Regions from separate parts of the Gossypium hirsutum genome. Here regions 1 and 3 are each linked to region 2. The links are chromatin contacts, called in public Hi-C maps. All regions are on one chromosome and are shown on one strand. The core of a region is the stretch at or near the end of the contact, and the rest is flanking DNA. Distances in the headings are between cores, read along the strand shown. Region 1 holds the start of LOC121205985. Region 2 holds the start of LOC107936471 (sorbitol dehydrogenase). Region 3 has its middle 24 kb from the start of LOC121206865.

What was found. Hi-C and Micro-C count contacts between places; a contact is called where the count stands out from the background.
Region 1: a Hi-C map of leaf shows a contact between it and region 2, with 1.9 times the contacts expected there. The contact joins the promoter of LOC121205985 here to the promoter of LOC107936471 in region 2. A contact is called at or near these places in 3 of 34 Hi-C or Micro-C datasets (hypocotyl and leaf).
Region 3: a contact with region 2 is called in a Hi-C map of leaf, with 4 times the contacts expected there. The contact joins the enhancer-like site here to the promoter of LOC107936471 in region 2. A contact is called at or near these places in 4 of 34 Hi-C or Micro-C datasets (all in leaf).

What each region holds. Positions count from the first base shown.
Region 1 is chrA09:29,315,311-29,318,741 of Gossypium_hirsutum_v2.1, reverse strand. It overlaps LOC121205985, which reads right to left and starts at 1,556. Exons shown (of 1, transcript XM_041076137.1): 1 at 1,245-1,556. The coding sequence starts at 1,556. The coding sequence ends at 1,245.
Region 2 is chrA09:29,008,052-29,011,761 of Gossypium_hirsutum_v2.1, reverse strand. It overlaps LOC107936471 (sorbitol dehydrogenase), which reads left to right and starts at 1,773. Exons shown (of 6, transcript XM_016869200.2): 1 at 1,773-2,117; 2 at 2,252-2,319; 3 at 2,673-2,909; 4 at 3,611-3,710. The coding sequence starts at 2,000.
Region 3 is chrA09:29,404,337-29,408,067 of Gossypium_hirsutum_v2.1, reverse strand. No RefSeq gene overlaps it. Among protein-coding and RNA genes, the nearest start is that of LOC121206865, 24 kb to the right of the region's middle. Within about 2 kb of position 1,292, at least 1 of the 9 cell types and tissues checked has an H3K27ac peak or open chromatin away from gene starts, as enhancers often do. A contact at or near this core is called in leaf, where this site is marked.

The DNA of each region.
Region 1 (3,431 bases), core at 307-2,806, 310 kb before region 2:
GTTATTAATGTAATAATATAAGGGAAAAAATATTTATTGCATATGTATCACAATAGCTAAACATAAAATAAAAAAATTAATTAGTACAAATTTAAATTTTGAAATTAAAAAGATGAGTAAAAATTCTTATAAAAAAATAAGACATCTTCAAAATAAGTGATTTTCTTCTTTTCAATGTTAAAAATAAGTCATAGTAGTGACTAAATATTATCAATTGAATTAGTTTATTGCTAACTCATATATTAAAACATGTGTAAAAAAACAATACTTCTACTAAATGTTAATTAAATCAAAAGACTAAAAAGACTAAATTTCAAATTTAAAAAAACATAGGGGCTGGAAGCAGAATTAGACCAGACGTATAAACAATATCGAATCGGCAGCCAATGGTAACTTTATTACAATTGGTTTGAAAAATATACAAGATAAAATACCACGTGTATAAACAATATCGCATTGGCAGCCAACTTTAGTTTTTCTTTGGTTGACAGAAAAGAAGGTAAAAGCTGATGGCTTTTGTCGTTTCAAAGAATTTAACACTATCTTAATTCCCAGCGGCCACGTTTCAGAGGAGAATACAAAAGATATTGGCATAATGCCAAATTTAGTCCTTAATATTTATATACTTTATCATTTTTGTCATTATTCTTGTTTTAGCTAATTTTAACCTCAATCTTTTAAAATGAGTTAAATTTGACCTTTTAGAAAAAATCAAATTGTTGTTTCTTTTAACAGAAATATTAACTAAAACATTAAAATTTTAAACATGACAATCCACATAATAATTTACATATACTTCATGTTTTTTTTTAATTTTATGAATTTTTTTATTTTTTAAATATTTTTAAAGTAAACCATAGCTAAAAATTAATGATTTAGTTATTATTTAAAAAATAATTTTTTTAAATATTAAAGATCAAATTTAACTAAAAAAAGTTAAATTGATAAATGATATAAACATTAACTAAATTTGAAATCAAGATATTCTCCAAGAAACAAATTACAAAGAACGCTGCAACAACACCTCATTACTTCTTTAACTCGATAAAAAAATATTATGAGTTCCCATTTAAAAAATTAACCTTTTTTTTTTCTTTTACTAATTACAAAGCTGAAATTTTGTTGGAGAATCCAATCTCCATGTATCACAAAGGTTTGATTGAGCCTTGAACTTATCACAAAGGCTTTTATCTCCTATTTCACATGATAAAGAAGAAGAAAAAAAGAAGACGACCAAAACCAGTCTATAGTTTTCTAGCAGGTGAAGAAATTATTTTAATAACAAGGCCAGGGAAAACATCATCAGGGTCATTGATGTGAGGGTTGCGCTCAAGGATGAAAGGGTCGCCACACTTGTCGCTGATTGTGTGAAGGGTCTCCCCTTCTCCTACCACATAGATTTCATCACAAGGTCGGTTCAACAGTTGGCTCATCCCTTTCACATCTGCTTTCTCCGATACAGAGTTTGCGCTGATGGAACCTATCAATATTAAGACCAATAAGGCTGCGCCGATACCCCACGAGGCTGCATCGATTAGCGCCCAAGATTTCTTCATGCTTTTGGTTTTGCTTGGGAAAGAGGAGGAGGAGGTAAGAAAAGAGAGATGAGTTTCTTTTTGTATTGTTGATGAAACAGAGGGAATACTGGAGGGATACAAATAAAAGAAACATATCAGTGCTTTTTATATGCTACTTCTATGGACGGGTGTCTTGTGTTAGTAGGTAGTTGTGTTCAAAGAAAGCGGTAGGGTATTTCCTCAGATATTATTAAATACAAAAATATAATAATAGGTGGTAAAAGTAGTATGAAAATTTTTGTATTAAAATTCAGATAATATTTTGTCATCTATATTAAAAATGAGTAAATTGGTCTTTATATCTAAGATCAAGAAACAAATTAGTTGTATTTATTTAAAATTTCATCCATTTATATTATTAAAAGCTAGCGTAACTAACAGAATAATCAAATAGTGACATGTGTCGTACCACGTGTTCTTTATACCAATATATAGGGATTAGTTTGTAATAGTAGAAATGATTAAAATTTTTATTAGAATGACTAATTTATTCTTTGATCTAATATAGAAGATTAATTTACCCATTTTTTGAGTATAGGAAAAAAATACATTCCAACTTTTAGTATAAGAGTTATCATGATACTTTTACTTAATAAGATTTATATATGATGCATATATTACCATGGAATTATATTAAAACATATAGTTGATAAATTAAAGATTAATTTAAAAATTATTATAAAAATATAATTATTAGATATTTTATTTTAACAATATTTTATAATGTTTTGACTATGTTGAAATTTACACACAATTAATTATAAATCCATACAAGATAAATATGATGTATACGCTAAGTGAACCAAAACTCTTTAAAAAATATATAGATAGATAGATATAATTAATTTTAAAATTTATAATATATTTTGAATATATTAGACTTTCAAAATTGATGATATTTAAAGATTTTTTAATAAGAATTCATTGTTACATGTAATTATATTATTTGCGAGATTTTAATTTTAATTTAATGCATGATATTTAAAATTGTTTATTATTTAGAATTTTATTATTATTAATGAAAAAAAAATAATATTTAAAATTTAATTTAAAAATGGGACCTAGAGAAAAATTTTAGAATTCAAAATTTTTACTAAAATTTAAAATTTTTTACATACCTTCTTCTATATAATATATAATTAACTAAATTTAGTAGCTCGTGGTATAACATATTTGGTGGATAATTGTATTTAAATATGAATCATTTAATAAATAAAAAAATCTACTATAAGCAAGATATGACATGTTTAAATACAATTAATTTGAAAATTTTAATACATATTTCAGTTTCATGATTAATATTTTTATAATTTATATTTATATGGTTCAGAAATAAATAAAAAGTGAAATACAAGATACATTCATAAATTGGTGAGTAATATTTTATGGGATGAATAGCCTCCTTTCTTTTAGACAGTAAATTATCAAAAACTAAGGTGATACCTGTTCGATTCGATCAAATTTTTTATATTTTTTGAATTGTTTATCACAAATCGATTCTGTTCGATTCGATTTTTGGTTTTTTAAATTTACTTTGATAAAATGAATTATATTTTTATAGTTTTTAAATATTATTTAATAAAATTTTAAGGTTTTTTTCATAAATATTTCTAAAATATAATAAAATTTTAAGAACTTTTAAAATATTTTCATTATTTTAAATATAAAATAATAAAATTAACATATATTAAATAAAAATAATAATTTAATTTAATTTTTAAACTTTTATTTAATAACACATTCAAATATCTCAATTTAGGTGACATCTAGTTGATGTTAACGAGTGTGATATTTAATTGTGCAATAAGAGTTTAATTAACAACTCAAAGCGTTGCCTAGTACTTGTCGGGAAGT
Region 2 (3,710 bases), core at 524-3,023:
TCTAGTAGCCAAAAGCATTACTAGCTTACGCTTTGACCTGAGTAGCATGGAACACGTGGAATCCTGTGTGAATCAGCAAGGACCACCTTACAAGGCTAAATACTCCTGGGTGACCGCTGGCGAAGTAGTATCGTGAGGGAAGGGTGAAAAAAACCCCATCGAGGAGTGAAACAGAACATGAAATTGTAAACTCCCAAGCAGTGGGAAAAGCCCAGGGTTCTGACTATGTGGCTGTTGAAGAATAAGCCGATGACTTATAACACTCTTATTCGGTCTTTAAATAAAATTATTGGTGTTGCGCTTGCTCCAACCTTTAAGGATTTCTCTCGGTAGTTCTCAATGATCATAGCACACTCCTCGTATCTTGTAACAAGATAGATTGTGATAAATAATGTGGGTATGTAAATATCAATTCTTGAATGTTTATTACCTAAATTCTTTGTAAATAATTGTTTGAGATATTCAAACATGTTATACCATTGCAGATAGCGAATCTATTATTAATTAATTTCGATATCCAAATCTATTATTATTATTTATTTATTTTAATTCATTTTTTAGATATTCAGATTTGCTATACTGATAATGATATCTAAATTCATTATCTATCTTTAAATTTTTTAAAAAGCAACCAATAGTACTAAAAAATTAACCCAAATCACAAGTAAAGCGTCGAACCATTAAAGAATCATAAAGTACACTAATCCAAACCATTAGACATACCCTGTACACCCAATCCTACATCTATCTTCAATGAGAATAATACTATTAGTATTAGGCTCTAATACAATCATGAATAAAATCACTCAAATTATAGTCAGCATGCAACAAAGCACTCTTAACAAATTTATGAGTCCCCCTATTAACTGTTCTATGAATCTAGTAAAGACATTTAATGATTCATATTCGAATAATATTAATTTTTCTTTTGTAATTAAGTATTAAATAATTAAATTAAGACATTTAATGAATGGGAATAATATTTAAGTTTTATATGAATGGTAAATTCAACTTCAGATTATCATTAAACTTGATGGCATGGCACCCATAACATTTGGATAAGGGTTTTAGACTATAAGAGAATATGGCACACGGCAGATGGCTTTCACACATCATGGTTGATAAATGTGTATTAATTGTCTTCCAGTTCTATTGCCGATCGTCCACTCCAGTCATGGTCCATACCAAACACATTTTGATAAATCAAGTCTTACTCCAAAACAAGATAAATAAATAAATGATGATGAGTGATAAATGCAAGCCAATATTCAATATCATTAAATTATAAGTAAGTGTATGTTTTAACTATTCGTTACAAAATAATTATTAAAAAATTTAAAAATTTTTATTTAAGTCATTAAACTATTAAAATAATTGATATATAATTTTATTTAGTCACATTATCTATATTAATCAAAAACTCTTCATTTCCTTTTTTTTTATAATTCATCTTTTTATAAAATAGATTTAACAATCATAAATTCCCAGACAAGATTTAAACAATTTTCTTTTCTAATCCTTAAAATTAATCGTGAGATAGATTTAGATTTAAACATTAATCGTCAGATATATTTAGAATTTAAATTATGTTAACCAATCTACCATACCGATCATTAAATCATTAATTGGAGCTCACTAATCAATTTTTAAAAAAAAAAATTAATAATCTAAATAAAAATTTTTAAATAATTTAATTATTTAAATAAAAAATTTCAAATAATAATTTTAGTATGCTACTGCTATATATCTATTTAATCTATTCGTAACGAGAAACAGCCCCAAAAAGAAAACCCAAAGGGACCAGCTGACACTTTAAAACAATTATTTCGTATATAAAATCATATCTTTAATATTATTGATTTTATCCGCCACCTCTGATTCTTATTCACAAACATTTTGAAGAGGGATGCTAAAAGGTTTCAACTTTTAAGTACATAAAATCCACTTCTTTTTAGGCAAAGTGCAGCTTTGTGTGTGTCTATCCAACGAAAGCAAGAAGATGGGTAAAGGAGGGAAATCTCACGAAGAAACCAAAAGTGGAGAAGATGAAAACATGGCTGCTTGGCTTGTGGGTCTCAACACCCTCAAGATTCAACCATTCAAGCTCCCTCCACTGGGTATGCCATCCAATCCATATCACCATCTATTTTTTACTCTGGGTTCTTTATGTTGGTTTCTATTTTTAGATTTTATAACACTTTCGCTCGCTTTCTTTCTTATTGACTAAATTTGCGATAAATATTTTGTGAAGGACCCCATGATGCCAGAGTTAGGATGAAGGCTGTTGGTATCTGTGGAAGTGATGTTCACTACCTAAAGGTATATCCTTTTCCCAGCAAGTTCTTGCTCTTCTTAATTCTAATATGGATTAATCAGATATTGTTCCTACTAAGATCTGCCCTTTCATGCTGAACTCTAACAAATGAATTAAAGACAGAATTTTGGTCTTCCTACAAGTACTTGGCTTGAGTATATTGCTTGGCCTCCTTTTACAAACAATAGTATGCAACAGTAGTTAGGATTGCTGCTTTTTCGATCCCTTACCTCCATTTCATTGCCAATCAAATAGTTAGTGATAAAAAGGAACCAGGATAATGGCTAAAATGATTTCTGTATTGTTTCTCTCATCTTTGCCATTAGTTTTATTTGTATTTCTTTTCTGTTTTTTATAGACAATGAGGTGTGCTGATTTTGTGGTGAAAGAACCAATGGTGATTGGGCATGAGTGTGCTGGAATCATAGAGGAGGTTGGGAGTGAAGTCAAGAATTTAGTGCCAGGAGACCGTGTGGCTTTGGAACCGGGGATCAGTTGCTGGCGATGTGATCTTTGCAAGGATGGTCGATACAATCTATGCCCTGAAATGAAGTTTTTTGCCACTCCACCAGTTCATGGTTCTCTTGCCCATCAGGTTAACCTTTAAACTGCATTTCAGCATAGGTTCTAGTTTACTTTTCGGTGCTTATTTTGCTACTAAAATAGCATGTTTATAGTACCCAATTACAATACCGATTAAGTGATGCTTATTAAATAAACTATCAATAGTGTGAAACTAAGAGTGCTGCATACTCATTACAGTGACTTAATATTTTCTTAGGGGACCTTGATACAAAATCCTCAATTTTTATTTTCGAGGTTTATTAATGGGTGATTTTCAAGGTTCAGATTCAAAAGGCTTCCAGGATACAATTGTTATAGTTAACTCATTTAGTTGTTTCTGTTGTGGTCTCCATTGAATATAAAGTTTGCTGTAGTTCTAAAAGCCATTTATTACATCTAAAATGATGCTTCATGTGAGACTTTAAGACATTAACAAGCTAAGACTTTCCATATTGTGTAGAGTATGAGAACCGAAAAAAAAGGAAGTGTTATAAAAGATATCTAACTATGCGATCTTCTTCAAAGCTAGCATAAAGGTGGGAGATCTGACCTACAGTCAAGTTGGTTTGAAGCTTCGGCTTCATGTCTGACATCATACTTGGCAGCTGTGATGAGAAGCTTATTGTGCATGTTGGTCATTTTCTTTTGCATTTTCCTTGTATTGGAAATAAATTTGATGGAATCAAATCTTTTGGGCTGCTGAGTTAATATATAAGTTGATTGTCAATGTAGGTTGTGCATCCTGCAGATTTGTGTTTCAAACTGCCAGACAATGTGAGCTTGGAAGAAGGGGCCATGTGCGAGCCCTTGAGTGTGGGGGTTCATGCTTGTC
Region 3 (3,731 bases), core at 43-2,542, 400 kb before region 2:
TCTACCTAAAAAAATTATGCTAAGGGTACTTTGGTCATTTAAGCTTTTTTTCTTATGCTATTACAACATTTATTCCATTCAATCAAATACAAAAATACTATTACAGCTCTATTTCATTTCATAAAACCAAACAATTAAATTACTGATTATAATGCTATACTCCGTTCACAAACCCAACGTGGGTTTAAGGTATTCATAACTAAACTTTCAACTCATTTAAGGCATTCATAAAAAAGATATAATATTAAATCTACTAACATCTTTTCCCATTTTATATTAACCATGCATGAAACACTTGGAAGGCTATAAATATCTACTATTTCTTTATGTTTAAGCTGATTCATCTAAAGTTATAAACCAGTTAATTATCCAATTATTATTTTTAAGGAATTTTTATATTTAATATATTGTTTTTCAATTAATATCATCTTAAGTGGGCTCACCCCTTAAACAGGTTCTATTTGTAACATTGATTTAATTGAAAGAAAGAAAGATAATAGGGAAGAGATGCAGGAGCGATGATTAGTAAAATTTCAACTACTCCCTTTTATCCCTTTTTTCCTTTTCCGTCATTTAGGCTCCTCTCTTTACTTTTCCTTTATTTATTTATTAACACATTACTTCTCCCTTGTAATGATTGCCATTGACCACTATTTTCTTTTCCACTTTTCCTCGAGGACCTCCACCATACATCATATCATCACATACTATAAATATTTCCAATTAAATAATATAACTTATTTATATATTTAATTTTATATAAACATCTCAATTAAATATTAATCTAGTCAATATCGTTCTTCTTGTAGAAGCTTAAATATCCTGAAAATATAAACACTTAATTTTATTTTAATTTTTTAATTTATTGTGCTTTGATTTGATTTAATTGTATTTATCTCAGCTTTTGAAAATAAGTTAACTTTTTAATCTAATTTTAGAATTAAATTAAATATCAAATGAATTTTAGAATGAGATTTAAAAGGTTAATTTTAAATTAGAGATTGAGATTGATTTTTGAATTTTCGAATTAACTTGATACTTAATAGAATTTAGCATTTGTATTTTATTTTAAAATAAATTAATTTTGAAGTTAATTAATAAAATAATTTCATTTTAATTGGACCTTTGAAAATTGCTTTTGAGGAATAGAAAAACAAAAATTAATTTGTTTTTGGAATTGAAATTATATTGTTTTCAATTATTTGATCCAAAAGGTCCAAAGTCCAAATTCCTGCCGAGCCTAGGTCCACATTCAAATTTTGGGCAAATTTTTATTCCTGGACAATTTTATGTTTCGACCTGATTTTTGGAGTCCAAAGCAATTTTTAGAGGCCCATTTTGGTTTAGCTACCGCCATTCCGTGTGTCTCTCTATATATAATTTTCTTTTTCTTTTTCTTTTTTTTGTTATCTCTTATATATCCAATTTTCGCGAATACAAAACAAATAAAAGATTTTCAGCATTCAGATTTGGTTAGGGATTGTTTTGGCGTTTATTTATATTTGTATTAATTTTTTTTGTAGTTGTATTTATTTATAAAATTAGACTTTGGAACATAACAATAATTATTTTCAACAAAATAAAATCTATAATTATTTAAATAATTTATTTGATTTTTTACTGAAAGGTAATTTTTTAGAACAAATAAAAATGATAGGATCTAATTTTTTAATTTTAGTAAAAATAATTTCTTTATTTTTTAAAAGGTTGGAAACAATGAGGACTTAAATTGTAATTTAGGAATGTTGAGTACCTTTAAATAATTTAACAAAACATGGATAAGTCGAAAAAGGAAATTGCCTATTCACAAAAGCTAGAAGTTTCTATTGTATTGTCTTAAATTCATTTTAGATTATTCTAATTGAATAAATGAATATCTTCTTCTTGTTTATTTATTTTCAAAATTATTATTGCAATTTATCAAAAAATTAGAAGTAAGCTTATTCATTTAAATAAGTGAATATAATGTTTGAGATTAAAAAAATAATTTATATATAAATATTAATTTAAGAAAATAATCGTGTAATGGTTACAAAATACGTTAATTAAGATTTTATTTTAATTATTATTATTTAAAATATTATTTTAGATTTGTAATTAAATAGCAATTTTTTATTGATATCATCACCTCCATAATTTTAATTAATAACAAAAGTAATTATTTTAAATTTTAAATTTATAAATAATATATATTTGAAATAATATTATTTAAAAATATTCAAATATTTAATATTTTTTTATAAACTTAAATTTTGATCCATTAATATGATGTTTTTAATTGTTAAAATTTTATCAATTTTATAAAACCCAGGAGAGTTTGTAATTATGTATTCTAAATATTTAAATTATTGATATTATTCATATAATGTATTATAATTTTAATATTTTATTTTATTTTTAAAATACAAAAAATGAGTATGCCACATATTAATAAATTAAATCTCGATGTTACCAAGATTTTGTAATATATATAAGTATGATTTAGATGTAAACCACTACCATTAAGTTGAGCAACCTTAATACCTAATAAATAATGAAGTAGCCTCATATCCTTGAGCAAAAATTTAGTGTGTAACCGATGAACAAAGACATCAATTTCTGTATCTGAATCACCAGTGATGATTATGTCGTCCACATACCAACACATACAAACAAAATGTATCAGTAACACGAACAAATAATGACTCATCAGACTTAGAAAGCTTGAACCCGACTAAAAAAAGAAGTGCTTTCAACTTGTCAAACCACGCTCTCGGAGCATGTCGTAACCCATACAATGCTTTATTCAATCGAAAAACTAGTTGTTGTCCATTCACATCAGTTTGAACATAATTTAACATAACTTGGAGGTTGTTGCATGTACACCTCCTCCATCAAATCACTGTTAAGAAATGCACTGTTCACATCCACCTGTCACAACTGCCGTTGTTTAGTGCCAATAAAAGAAAGAATAGTATAGATCGTAGTCAGCTTGACGGCCGGAAGGAATCTCTCCCGAAACTCACATCCATGTACTTAAGAACACGCTCTAACAACCAATCTCCCTTCTCGCAGAGCCATATCGCCATCCGGATTGCATTTTACCTTAAAAATCCACTTGCAACTAATTAACTTACGACCTGGAGGTGATGGAATCAATGTCTAGGTGTTATTACAGATCAAGGTATCATATTCCTCTTAAGTAGCCTACCTCCACTCACTGCTAATAGACACTTTTTCAATAGAGTGAGATTCTCAAACATCAAGCTCAATGCCTGACCACCTCCAGACGTACTAACATCTAGAGTGTGAATACTGCAATCAAATATAAGACTTAGGCGGTTTTCGCAAGTAACGAGTCAGGTTGTAATATAGTTACAACGAAGTAGGTAAGTACTCTAAGGGTCGTACCTAAGGAAGGCAAAACTAAACTAATCCTAATTTCTACGATAATGGGTCTAATTAGTAATTTGATTAAACTATACTATGATTAAGCCTAAAGTGATGGAAAATACTAATTTATTAAAAATATTAAAAGAACATAAAAATAACTAGGGAAAATAATTTATAAATTTTATCACATCTATGATAAAAGACTAACTCGTTTCGATGTTCATAGCTAACTTCCTATTTCGGGATCTATGTAATCAACTAGTCATTAACCTAGCAGGACCTCTCGGCCTTCCACTAACCTGATGAGTCAGCAAGAACTACTTATCTCTCGACCTCATAGTCTAGACCGGATTGGGGTA